2 separate regions of the Xenopus laevis genome follow, and region 1 is linked to region 2. Evidence: chromatin contacts called from public Hi-C data. All regions are on one chromosome and are shown on one strand. Each heading gives the region's core, a stretch centred on a gene start, on an enhancer-like site or on the middle of the called end of the contact. The rest is flanking DNA. Distances are from core to core; before and after follow the strand shown. Region 1 overlaps tmcc1.L (transmembrane and coiled-coil domain family 1 L homeolog). Region 2 overlaps tmcc1.L (transmembrane and coiled-coil domain family 1 L homeolog).

Region 1 (5,363 bases), core at 220-2,719, 56 kb after region 2:
TCTCTTATTCAAAATCAGTGCATGGTTTCTAGGGTAATTTGGACCCTAGCAACCAGATTAATTGCAAACTGGAGAGCTGCTGAATAAAAAGCTAAATAACTCCAAAAACAGAAATAGTAAAAAAATGAGAACCAATTGCAAATGGTCTCAGAATATCACTCTCTACATCCTACTAAAAGTTAACACAATTGTGAACAACGCTTTTAAATAGTGTTTAATACCACCCTGAGGATCAAGTGAAGTGCTACTACACACCTTCAGCTGTTAACTGTATACAATACACTGAGACCCTGCTTGTCACAAAGGGATAAACCTGTCTATGACTTGTGCTTATGAGGCTGCTCATGAATGGCTTATTAATGTCTGTCTTTATACTGTGCACAAATGTGTCCACACAAAGGAGAGCACAGACAGGACAAACAAATACTCCTCTTCAGAAAAGGCGATCTGGCGATCCATTGCGCGGCGCTCGATTTCTCCTCCCTGCTTTCATTATAGGAGTTAGCCAGGGAGGAGAAATCGAGCGCCGAATGATGAAGCACTGCGTATCTTGACAGTGCTATATAAATAAATGATGATGATGGATCGTCACCTTTTCTGAAGAGGAGGCAAGCAGAGTTTCGGTAAGTTATTTCTTAATAAAGACTTAGTGATTTAAAAGTTTTAATTTGGTTTTGTGTTTTTTTTTTTATCTATACTGACAAATTTAAAAAAAAAAAAAAAAAAAAAATTATGTTACTGATCCTTTAATAGTGCTGCTCCAGCAGACTTCTGCACTGAAATCTGTTTCTCAAAAGACCAAACCTATTTTTTTATATTTAATTTTGAAATCTGACATGGGGCTAGACATATTGTCAGTTTCCTACCTGCCCCAAGTCATGTGACTTGTGCTCTGATAAACTTCAGTCACTCTTTACTGCAAGTTGGAGTAATATCACTCCCCCAGCTGCCTAAAACAGCACTCAATAGTAAAATCCAGGTCCCACTGAAACACATTCAGTTACATTGAGTAGGAGAAACAACAGCCTGTCAGAAGTGCAGACTCTTTCTGAAAGCACATGACCAGGCAAAATGACATGAGATGGCATCTACACACCAATTTTACAACTAAAAATACACTTGCTGGTTCAGGAATGCAATTTTAAATGGTAAAGTGAATTATTTGCAGTGTAATTTAGAAATAAAAACTACACCATAAAAAATCATGACAGAATCGCTCTAAGGATTTTTAGCAGACTTAAGGTATGACGATCCAAATTACATAAAGATTCCTTTTCCGGAATACCCCAAGTCCCAAGCATTCTGGATAAGAGATCCTATAACTGTATAAAGCTAGTGGAAAAGAGCATTGCTGCCTGGCAGATTTACACCATTCTCAGCAACTCACTTTGCCAGGCAGATATTTGGAAGAATTCCACCGGGGGCTTAGCGCATGAAAGTTTGTTACAGTCACATGATTTCACACAAGGCCTGATCAGCCCTAACCATAGGGGGTCCTAACCAAAGCTGAATGGATGGAAAAGCACTGTGCTTGGCTTTGTGTCAGTGGCAAACAAGACAATTTTATAAGAGTATTTAGCACACAGTGTGTGTGTGGATGTGTATACACTGCATTTATTTCTGTGTACAAAAATGTAAAGCTATGATTGTACATAAATGAATCACTGTTTTCTTTGTATTGATGGCTCATATAAATTCTTCATGTGTAAACGCAACTTAAATTCAGAAGCCAAATCAACTAAATGTTGCAAAATGATAACAGTTCAGAATCTGCACCGGAATCACTGAGCTGCCAGACTGAAACACCAGATACAAGAATACTCAGTCTTAATTAACTTCAATTTTGGAAAAAAAACAGTAAAAATAAATAATTGAATACATTTAAAAAATGGAAAGCAATTTCTGGTAAAGAAAACAACTGAACTGAAAAAATTGTTTGGAAGGGGAACAAACCCTTTAGTGCAGATGGAAACACCGTTACTCTCTGTTTCTAATATTAATATTCTACATGGAACAGACTGGCCATGACTACAGCAGGAGTTAAAGGGCCAGTAACATTAAGAATTGCTAGTATAGATTGAAAAAAATAACAACAAAAAAACACCAAGACAGTTTATACTTTAAAATCGCTAAGTCTTTATCCGCTTGCGCTCCTCCTCCGAAAGCGATCCATCGTGCGACGCTCGATTTCTCCTCCCTGCCTTTCTTATAGGAGATAGTCAGGGAGGAGAAATCGAACGCTGCACAATGGATCGTCGCCATGTCGCCTTTTCTGAAGAGGAGTGAAAGTGTAAGTTATTTCTTATAAAGACTTTGCAATTTTAAAGTTTAATTTGTGTTGGGTGTTTTTTTCGATGTATTCTAACAAATATTTTTTTTTTTTTTTGATGTTACTGGTCTTTGAAGTATAGAGGACTGCAAGACTTGTAGAGGGCATGAAGAAGGGGATGGAGTTGAAGGGATAAAGAGGATGTGAGCAAGGATGGAGGCAGATATAAAGAATGGCAAGTTCAGATAGATGGAAGAAGAAGGGAGCATAGCACTGGAGCTGGAGATCAGAGGAAAGGCAGTAAGACATAAGAAAGGAGGTGACGCTAGGTCAAGAGTCAAAAAGATGGAGTGAGCAGGGGGCAGTGGAGCAGAAAGAATTAGAGTAGAGAAGGCAGTGGAGCAGAAGAAATCTGAGGTGGAAAAGCAGTGGAGCAAGAGGAATCTGAAAATGGAAGGCAGTGAAGAAAAGAGGAAATCAAACAGTGGAGGAAAGGCAAAGGAGAAGAAGATCCATGGAGAACAAGCAAAGAAGAGGTAGAATAATTCTCAGATACAGGACTTATTGGAAGTTTGCAGCTGAACTGTGTATAAAAGAGGGGGAAAAACAATACAGCTTTTAGGTACAAGCACAGAAATGATTTCTTCCAGAGAGGAAGAAGATAAGGGCTAACAAGAACTACACATTTATCAGCAGCACTTTTCGTTTTATGTATTCAGCATTTACAGCATTGCGTCTCTATATTCTTATAACTTTAGCCTTTGTTTAATTATTTAACTCCCTGAAGAACTAACTTTTCTCTTGGCCACTGTCTTGACTTGACTCACACAGTCAAGTCAAGGCCAGTGTGTTGCTGACCCCTTGTGCTCAAATAGAAAAATGACAGTTGCTGCTGGATGACAGCCACGCAGAAGGTTACTGCTTTTCTATAACACAAGATCCTTACTGGCATGCTGTCCTTAAATGACACTGGATTCCTTATGCATTGTTCAACAATACAATTAAATATGAGCCAGGAGCCAGTAGCCAACAGTAGCCATACACAACCTAAAGCAATAAGTCATTGGCGCAGGACTGTATATAGGGCAGACTAATTGGAATTGACCATTAACAGGCAGAACCATGACAAAATATTCATCTGGTTAGTATTTTAAACCTCTTTATTTCACAAATAATATCATTCATAGTGGGGAAAAAAAGCAGTTTATGGGAACATTAGGATAAAATTTTAATGTAAAATCCCGGAAAACTTTACTTAAAATCAGGAAAATTGGTGGGACCACAAATAAAAAATGTAAAATGCAGGAAAACTTAAAATTAGGGTATTTAAAATCAAGATTTCACTGTGTATGTGTGTGTGTATGTATGTGTATGTGTGTATATATATATATATATATATATATATATATATATATATATATATATATATATATATATATATATCAGTAAATGGACTCCATGGTCAATTGAATAAATGTGTCTTTATTCTTCAATGCATATTAAGAATAAGAATAAAGACACATTTATCCACTTGACCATGGAGTGTGAGTCCATTTACTGATATGTTCAACAAAAAGTTGACTAGCGCACCCGCATTTGTTCCAGTCCAGTAAGAGTGCATATATATAGTGAATAAAGTACCCCCTCTTGTAAAATATAAGGATATTATAAGTTACCGAGGAGTTTCATGACCATATAAAAACACGAGGCCGAAGGCCGAGTGTTTTTATACAGGTCATGGAACTCCGAGGTAACTTCTAATATCCTCATATTTTGCAACTGGGGGTACTTTATTTATTATAATACACACGTTTCAGTGAATCATGTGACAGAAATGACATCAGAACTCACCGTTTATACATGATGACATCAGAACTCACCGTTTATAAGGATATAATTTACAAGATATTCATAGCTTTTGTGTATTATATATATATATATTCAGTAGTGCACTCGCAATCCCTAATAATGCTGGTCATAACTTAGATGTATACTTTACCAAAAAAAAAAAAAAAACACTCCAATGTCTTGTTAAGGTGAAGAATAAACTGAAACTTTATTTCAACGTTTCGGCTCACTGATTTGGGCCGTCTTCAGGAAGTGAACACTACACTATATATACAGTGAAACCTCCATTTTTTAAGTACCCTAATTTTATGTTTTCCCGCATTTTACATTTTTTATTTGTGGTCAAACCAACTTTTAAGGAAAGACGATCTCCCACAGACTCCATTTTATCCAAATTTTTAAAAATGATTTCCTTTTTCTATGTAATAATACAACAGTACCTTGTACTTGATCCAAACTAAGATTAATCCTTATTGGAAACATAATAGTCACACACCACCTGGTGAACTTGCAAATATTAAATATGGAGTACTTTCTTACAGATTCTTCAGTTGGTGCCCAGGTGTGCGGAACTGCCTGGAGACATCTATCATTCAATGGCAAGCTCTCATTTTACATTGCTTTGCTGCTTTTGTTTTGCCATGATATATGACTTGCCTTTTTTAGATCAATAGTTAACGTTATGTCTTTAAATGAGAGGCTTTATTCCAAGGTAGGTATAAATCTGCTTGCACTGCAGTACCAGGCACTGCTCAGCCCGACTCTGAACTTAGAACTCAGAAACCCATTATCAGATGTCTTTATTAACCCCCTCTTGGCCTGCTATCAAATGTGGGTTCTACAAAAGAATCTTGGACCATGGCTCATTTCCTGATCTTCAGAAAACCTTTCCAAACACTTGTATTGCCATACTTTATAACTTCTTTTATGACATTTTATAATCCTAACTAGATTTAAAGGTTTTGTGTAATAATGTGTAATTTAATAATGAAAACAGTACCTATCCCTTTTTAACATAGTGTGGTTTTTCAAGGGATAGTAGTTTTTAATTGACTATATATTAAATATACAATAGTTTTGCAAATTTGCTGCATTAAGGCAATGGTTAAGTTTTACTCAAGCCTACATGTTCTAACAATCAGGAACATTTATGAATAGTGTGATCTTTCTGTTGTCTGTGCTCCATATTACCAAACGAGTGAATCTGGGCCCAATTTGGAAACCCATGTGCTGAAGCGACTGAGTC
Region 2 (5,359 bases), core at 848-3,347:
TCAAACTTTCATAACCTGCCAAATTTTGTAAAATGGACATGGTAATTAGAGGGTGTGGCCACAAAAATGGGCGAGGTCAACAAAAATTACTTTTTTTTGTCCCTCTTTTTATTTCCAAAATGTTGGGAGGTATGCATCATGTATGTGGCCCAGATAGGGTTACCACCTGGCCAGTATTTTACTTACCTGATCAGTAAAAATTATACTTGACCCCAATGTTATTAATAGGGAAAAAAATCTAAATATATATAGGTATTTTTTTCCAAAAAAGGTGGCAACCCTAGGCCCAGATGATATCATACAAAGCTGTCTATGGAGCCATAGGCTATATGGGTCTCCAGGTGGACAGTCCTGATTTAGCACAAACTGCCCAAAAGTTGCCAGGGGATTATGGTTTCAATATAATCCCATACATATTGTGGAATCACTGCTGTACACTCAAGAGGAGCACTTGCCTAGGAGCCCTATAGGCACCGTAGCATCTTTGTGGCATTTAAACAGTTACGGTTATTAGAAGCCAGCCCCACATACTCACCGCCGGATATTCGTTTAGGTGAAAACACTGAATAAGTCTAAAGTTCTTTCACTTGTTTTGCAACAACCCCCAGAAAAGGGGAAATAAATCTTTCCTTTCCAGATCTACACAGACTTCTGATCTGTACCTCCCACTGCCCAGGGCAGGAAAGGGACACAAAGGAGACAGAAACTGGCCTGGCAGGGAGAGGGTTAAAAGAAACCTGCATTCTCATGACCTCATCCAAGTGATAGTGAGACAGCTCATGTTCACGGCATCACAACAATGACAGGGAGGAGGGTCGAGGGCTCCCAGTAAGAAAGACTCACGGAAGTGTTTGGGGCCTCGCCCTACCAGCTCACGCTTCAGAGCCAAAGGCAAACAAGTTATCCTGTAATAACATCCTGGGAGTCAGGACACACACCGCTTCCAGTCTGACACAGCTCAGTCCGACTCATGTACCGTCACATGCCACCTTTGCACTTTCCAATGTGCTATAGTAAAGCAATGGGCAACTGCAGCTCAATACACTGTATATTCATGGCTGAAATTACAATAAAAGGGATATCATACACCAAGAAATGTCAGCCTTACAGTAGTTCAGAAGGGCAGCTCTGCTTAAAGGAACGGTAACACTCAGGCCCGGATTTGTGGAAAGGGCACCTAGGCCCAGGCCTAAGGTGGCAGGATTTTAGGGGGCGGCATGCGGCCCAACCACACCCACATTGGTTCAAAAACACTGGGGATGTGCTGGAGATACAATCATTTTTTAAATGTCCCGTGCGCCAATCCCCATTGCTCCAGTCCAGATGATGAAAATTTGCACAAATAAAGGGGACAGGGGCGACAAAGAGCAGTGGGCCTAGGGGGCGCGCACTATCTAAATCCGGCCCTGGTAACACTAAAAAGAGGAGGAGTGGTGATATAAGCCTTCAGAATGGCCACGTGCATGGGCAAATCAGCAGCCAGCTCAGTTCTTCAGCCAGAGTATGTCGATCTTTAATGGGGCAGCTCACCTTTACATTAACTTTATGATGTAGACATTCCTAAGACTACCTGCCATTGTTTTTTTTTTTATTTTTAACAGTTTCTGAATTATTTAACCAGGCAGCGGTTTGAATGGAATGCTGGAAGATGAATGGGAGAGGCCTGAATTAAAAGAACAGAAATAAAAAGTAACAATAAGGATAAAATTGTAGCCTCGCAGAACAATCGTTTTTTTGGCTGCTGGGGTCAGTGACCCCCTATCTGACAGCTTGAAAGAGGCAAAAGAAAACAACAAAAAAATAGCAATTGAACAATTACTAAAAATTAAAAAGTTAACTTTAAAGCAAAAAAAGGAGCACAGGTCACATACTGGTCATTAATACACATATAATACACATATAGGGACACACACTGATCACTAATATAGACACCGGACACACACTGCTCACTAATACAGACACCGGCCGCACACACACACTGTTCACATGGGACACACACTGCTCACTAATACACACACTGCTCACTAATACACACACTGCTCACTAATACACATACCAGAACACACGCTGTTCACTAATACAGACAAGGGACACACACCGGACACACACTGCTCACTAACACAGACATGGGGCACACACTGATCACCAACACAGACACACACTGTTCAGTAATACAGACACACGGCTCACTAATACAGACATTGGGGGACACACACTGCTCAATAATACAGACACCGGATACACACTGCTCACTAATACAGACACCGGATACACACTGCTCACTAATACAGACACCGGATACACACTACTCACTAATACAGACATTGGGACACACACTGCTCACTAATACACACACTGCTCACTAATACACACACCAGAACACACGCTGTTCACTAATACAGACAAGGGACACACATTGTTCACTTATACCGACACCAGACACACACTACTCACTAATACAGGGCACACACAATGCTCACTAATACAGACACCGCACACACATTGATCACCAACACAGACACACACTGTTCACTAATACACACACCAGAACACACACTGCTCACTAGCACAGACACCGGGACGCACACTGATCACTAATACAGACTCCGGGACAAACACTGATCTATAATATGGACACTGGGAAAAATGTTAGTAACTAACATCAGGCCTCGTACCTTTCACCCCGTCTCACCCTCAATAAATGGAATACAGAGACACTTATTTTATAAGCTTATATTGAGTGGAAAGCAGGGATGTTGCCTCTGGTTGTGCAAACAAGACACAACCTTAGAATTTTATACTGAAAATAAACTAACGTGACTAGAAAGAGAGAAGAAACAAATACACCCGCAGCTACATTTGAACCAGATGTCACATGAAAAGTAGTAGTTTTAACTATATGCTGGCTAAGTATTATGGGATTTGTATTTCATTAGAATTGTCATTAGGCGCCACAGTGTGCAGCCATAGGGAGTTTATATTGGGTAAACTCCCGTCTCACACCTACTTCCTCTGGGTGAGATTGCAGCAGTCTGGACATGTTTTATGGCAGCACTCTCTATAAACAGGCTTCAGCTGGCTACTCAGGTGTTTCATTGTTTACATTAGGGCCCAAAGATAAGGAGAGAGTATTGCCTGGCAGGCTGGGACAGATAATAACTAAACCAAAGCAAATCACACAGTGACAGCAATGCAAACATATACATTCTGTTATAAGGATTTCATTTGCAGTGGAAAAAACTGCTCCCTATGGATTATCATTTTAGCTGGGGTATATAGTGCCGGGATATTAAGGACTGCTTTACAGAGATTCTTCTAATCATTCACATTGATCCCTACTGCAGTGAAGCTTACAATCTAATAGTCCCAGCTACCCTAAGAGTAAGAAGCTCTGCCGGCTTTGCTAAATACCATTACCATGTCCATATAAATTGCCCTAAAACACTTTACTTTGACCATTTGGCCTCTCCATCGTTATACAGGTACAGAATCTATTATTCATGTCTACTTTCAAAAATGAAACCAAAGAGTTCCCCATGCCAGGAATAGACTGCTGACGGGCCCTTACATCACTTGTAAACATGGGGATTTTTTGGTAAATTCAAAGAAGATGATGTAGAGGGGAATCCACTGATGCGGCTGGCTGGCGGAACAGTAACCAATCAACATTAACCTTTAATCAGTCACCTGTAGTCATGGGTTGCTATGCAATTGTACATTTAACTCCTGTTTTGTAAACCCTCAGATATAAAGTACTTGTCTCTTATCCAGGACTACCTTCAACGGAGGGCCAATTACTCAAATGTACACACACACCTTTTGATTCAGGAGGGAGGGATCTCAAGCTGGGGCTTTCCAACTTTCCACTTCCAACTGTTGCTGAACTAAAAGTCCCAGAAAAAACCAACAAACTTTTCCAGGAACAACAACTGGCAGAAGTGTGTTATATTCAATATAATAGTAAACTCTTTAAAGGGTGGTTTAATCTTTCATTTAACTTTTAGTATGTTATAGAAATACCAATTCTAAGCAACCTTACAACTGGTCATTTTTTTTTATAGTTTTTTAAAATTATTTTCCATCTTTTTCTGACATTTTCCAGCTTTCAAATGGGGATCACTGACCCAAATGCTCTGTAAGGGTTGGGGCGGACGGGCAGATTCGGGGAGATTTAGTCGCCTGGCGACTAATCGCCTCTTCTGAGGGGCAACAATCTCCCCGAACTGCCTTCCGCCTGCTTAAATGAAGAATCACCTGAGCTGATGCACTCGCGGCCCTTCGATTTCTGAAGTTGCCCAAGGTTTCCACATGAGGCAACTTCGGGCGACTTTGGAAATCGAAACACTGCGAGTGCATTAGTGCAGGTGATTCTTCATTCAAGCAAGCGGAAGGCAGTTTGGGGAGAAGAGGCGACTAAAGCTCCCCGAATCTGCCCGTCTGCCCCAACCCTTAGGCTACAAATGTATTGTTATTGCTATTTTTTAATTATTATTATTATCATCTTTATGTTCAGGCCTCTCCTATTCATATTCCAGTCTCTTCGTCAAATAAATGCATGCTTTGGTTACTAGAGTAATTAACCCTCAACACTTTTCTTAGATTCTCAAAAAATCAGTTTTGGGGGGTGGGTATACATTGTTGCAACAACCAAATTCCAGTTTAGGGGTAAATCAGTGACAAGCCCTTGGCCAAACATAAAACAACTGCTCTCCGAAATACAGACGTGACCTAAATCAGAAGGAATGTATTCAGCACCTAAACTAACACCTCAAAGTGAGGACAAATAGAAACTTAAATCCTTAGCGGCTCTGAAATGATCATAGGACTGAAAATTAACACCATAAGCCTTGTAATTTATAACTTGCTAAAGGTAAATTCAACTGTTTCTTAAACCCATCTACTGTATCTGCCAGTATGAATTCCTGTGAAAATATATATTAGATGCTCTCAGTGCTTCTACCTGACCCAGTGCCAAGTACTGGTATGGGATCCCTTTCTCAGAAACCTGTTATCCAGAAAGCTCCACGTTACGGAAACACCATCTCCCATAGACTCCACTTTATCCAAATAATCCAAATTTAAAAATGATTTCCTTTTTCTCTGTAATAATAAAACAGTAGCTTGTACTTGATCCAAACTAAGATCCAGTTTACAGAAATATCCATTATCTGGAAAACCCCAGGTTTCCTACCTGTATAGAGCTTCCTGAAGCTAATGAAAAAGTAAAATATAAATATTTCTGCTCCGTGAATACCACAAAATGCTCTTTTATGTTACATTAACCTAGATAAGTGTTCCTTTCCTATGTTTAAAAAAACACGAGAAAGGGATCATAAATATATTTTACACTAGGAACTTC

The links. A called contact is a pair of places that touch in the nucleus more often than the background predicts.
Region 1: a contact with region 2 is called in a Hi-C map of the XL177 cell line, with 5 times the contacts expected there. The contact joins two enhancer-like sites.

Annotation. Positions count from the first base shown.
Region 1 is chr4L:131,604,857-131,610,219 of Xenopus_laevis_v10.1, forward strand. The region is part of intron 1 of tmcc1.L (transmembrane and coiled-coil domain family 1 L homeolog); the gene reads right to left. Among protein-coding and RNA genes, the nearest start is that of tmcc1.L, 17 kb to the right of the region's middle. Within about 2 kb of position 1,470, at least 1 of the 7 cell types and tissues checked has an H3K27ac peak or open chromatin away from gene starts, as enhancers often do.
Region 2 is chr4L:131,547,839-131,553,197 of Xenopus_laevis_v10.1, forward strand. The region is part of intron 1 of tmcc1.L (transmembrane and coiled-coil domain family 1 L homeolog); the gene reads right to left. Among protein-coding and RNA genes, the nearest start is that of plxnd1.L, 41 kb to the left of the region's middle. Within about 2 kb of position 2,098, at least 4 of the 7 cell types and tissues checked have an H3K27ac peak or open chromatin away from gene starts, as enhancers often do.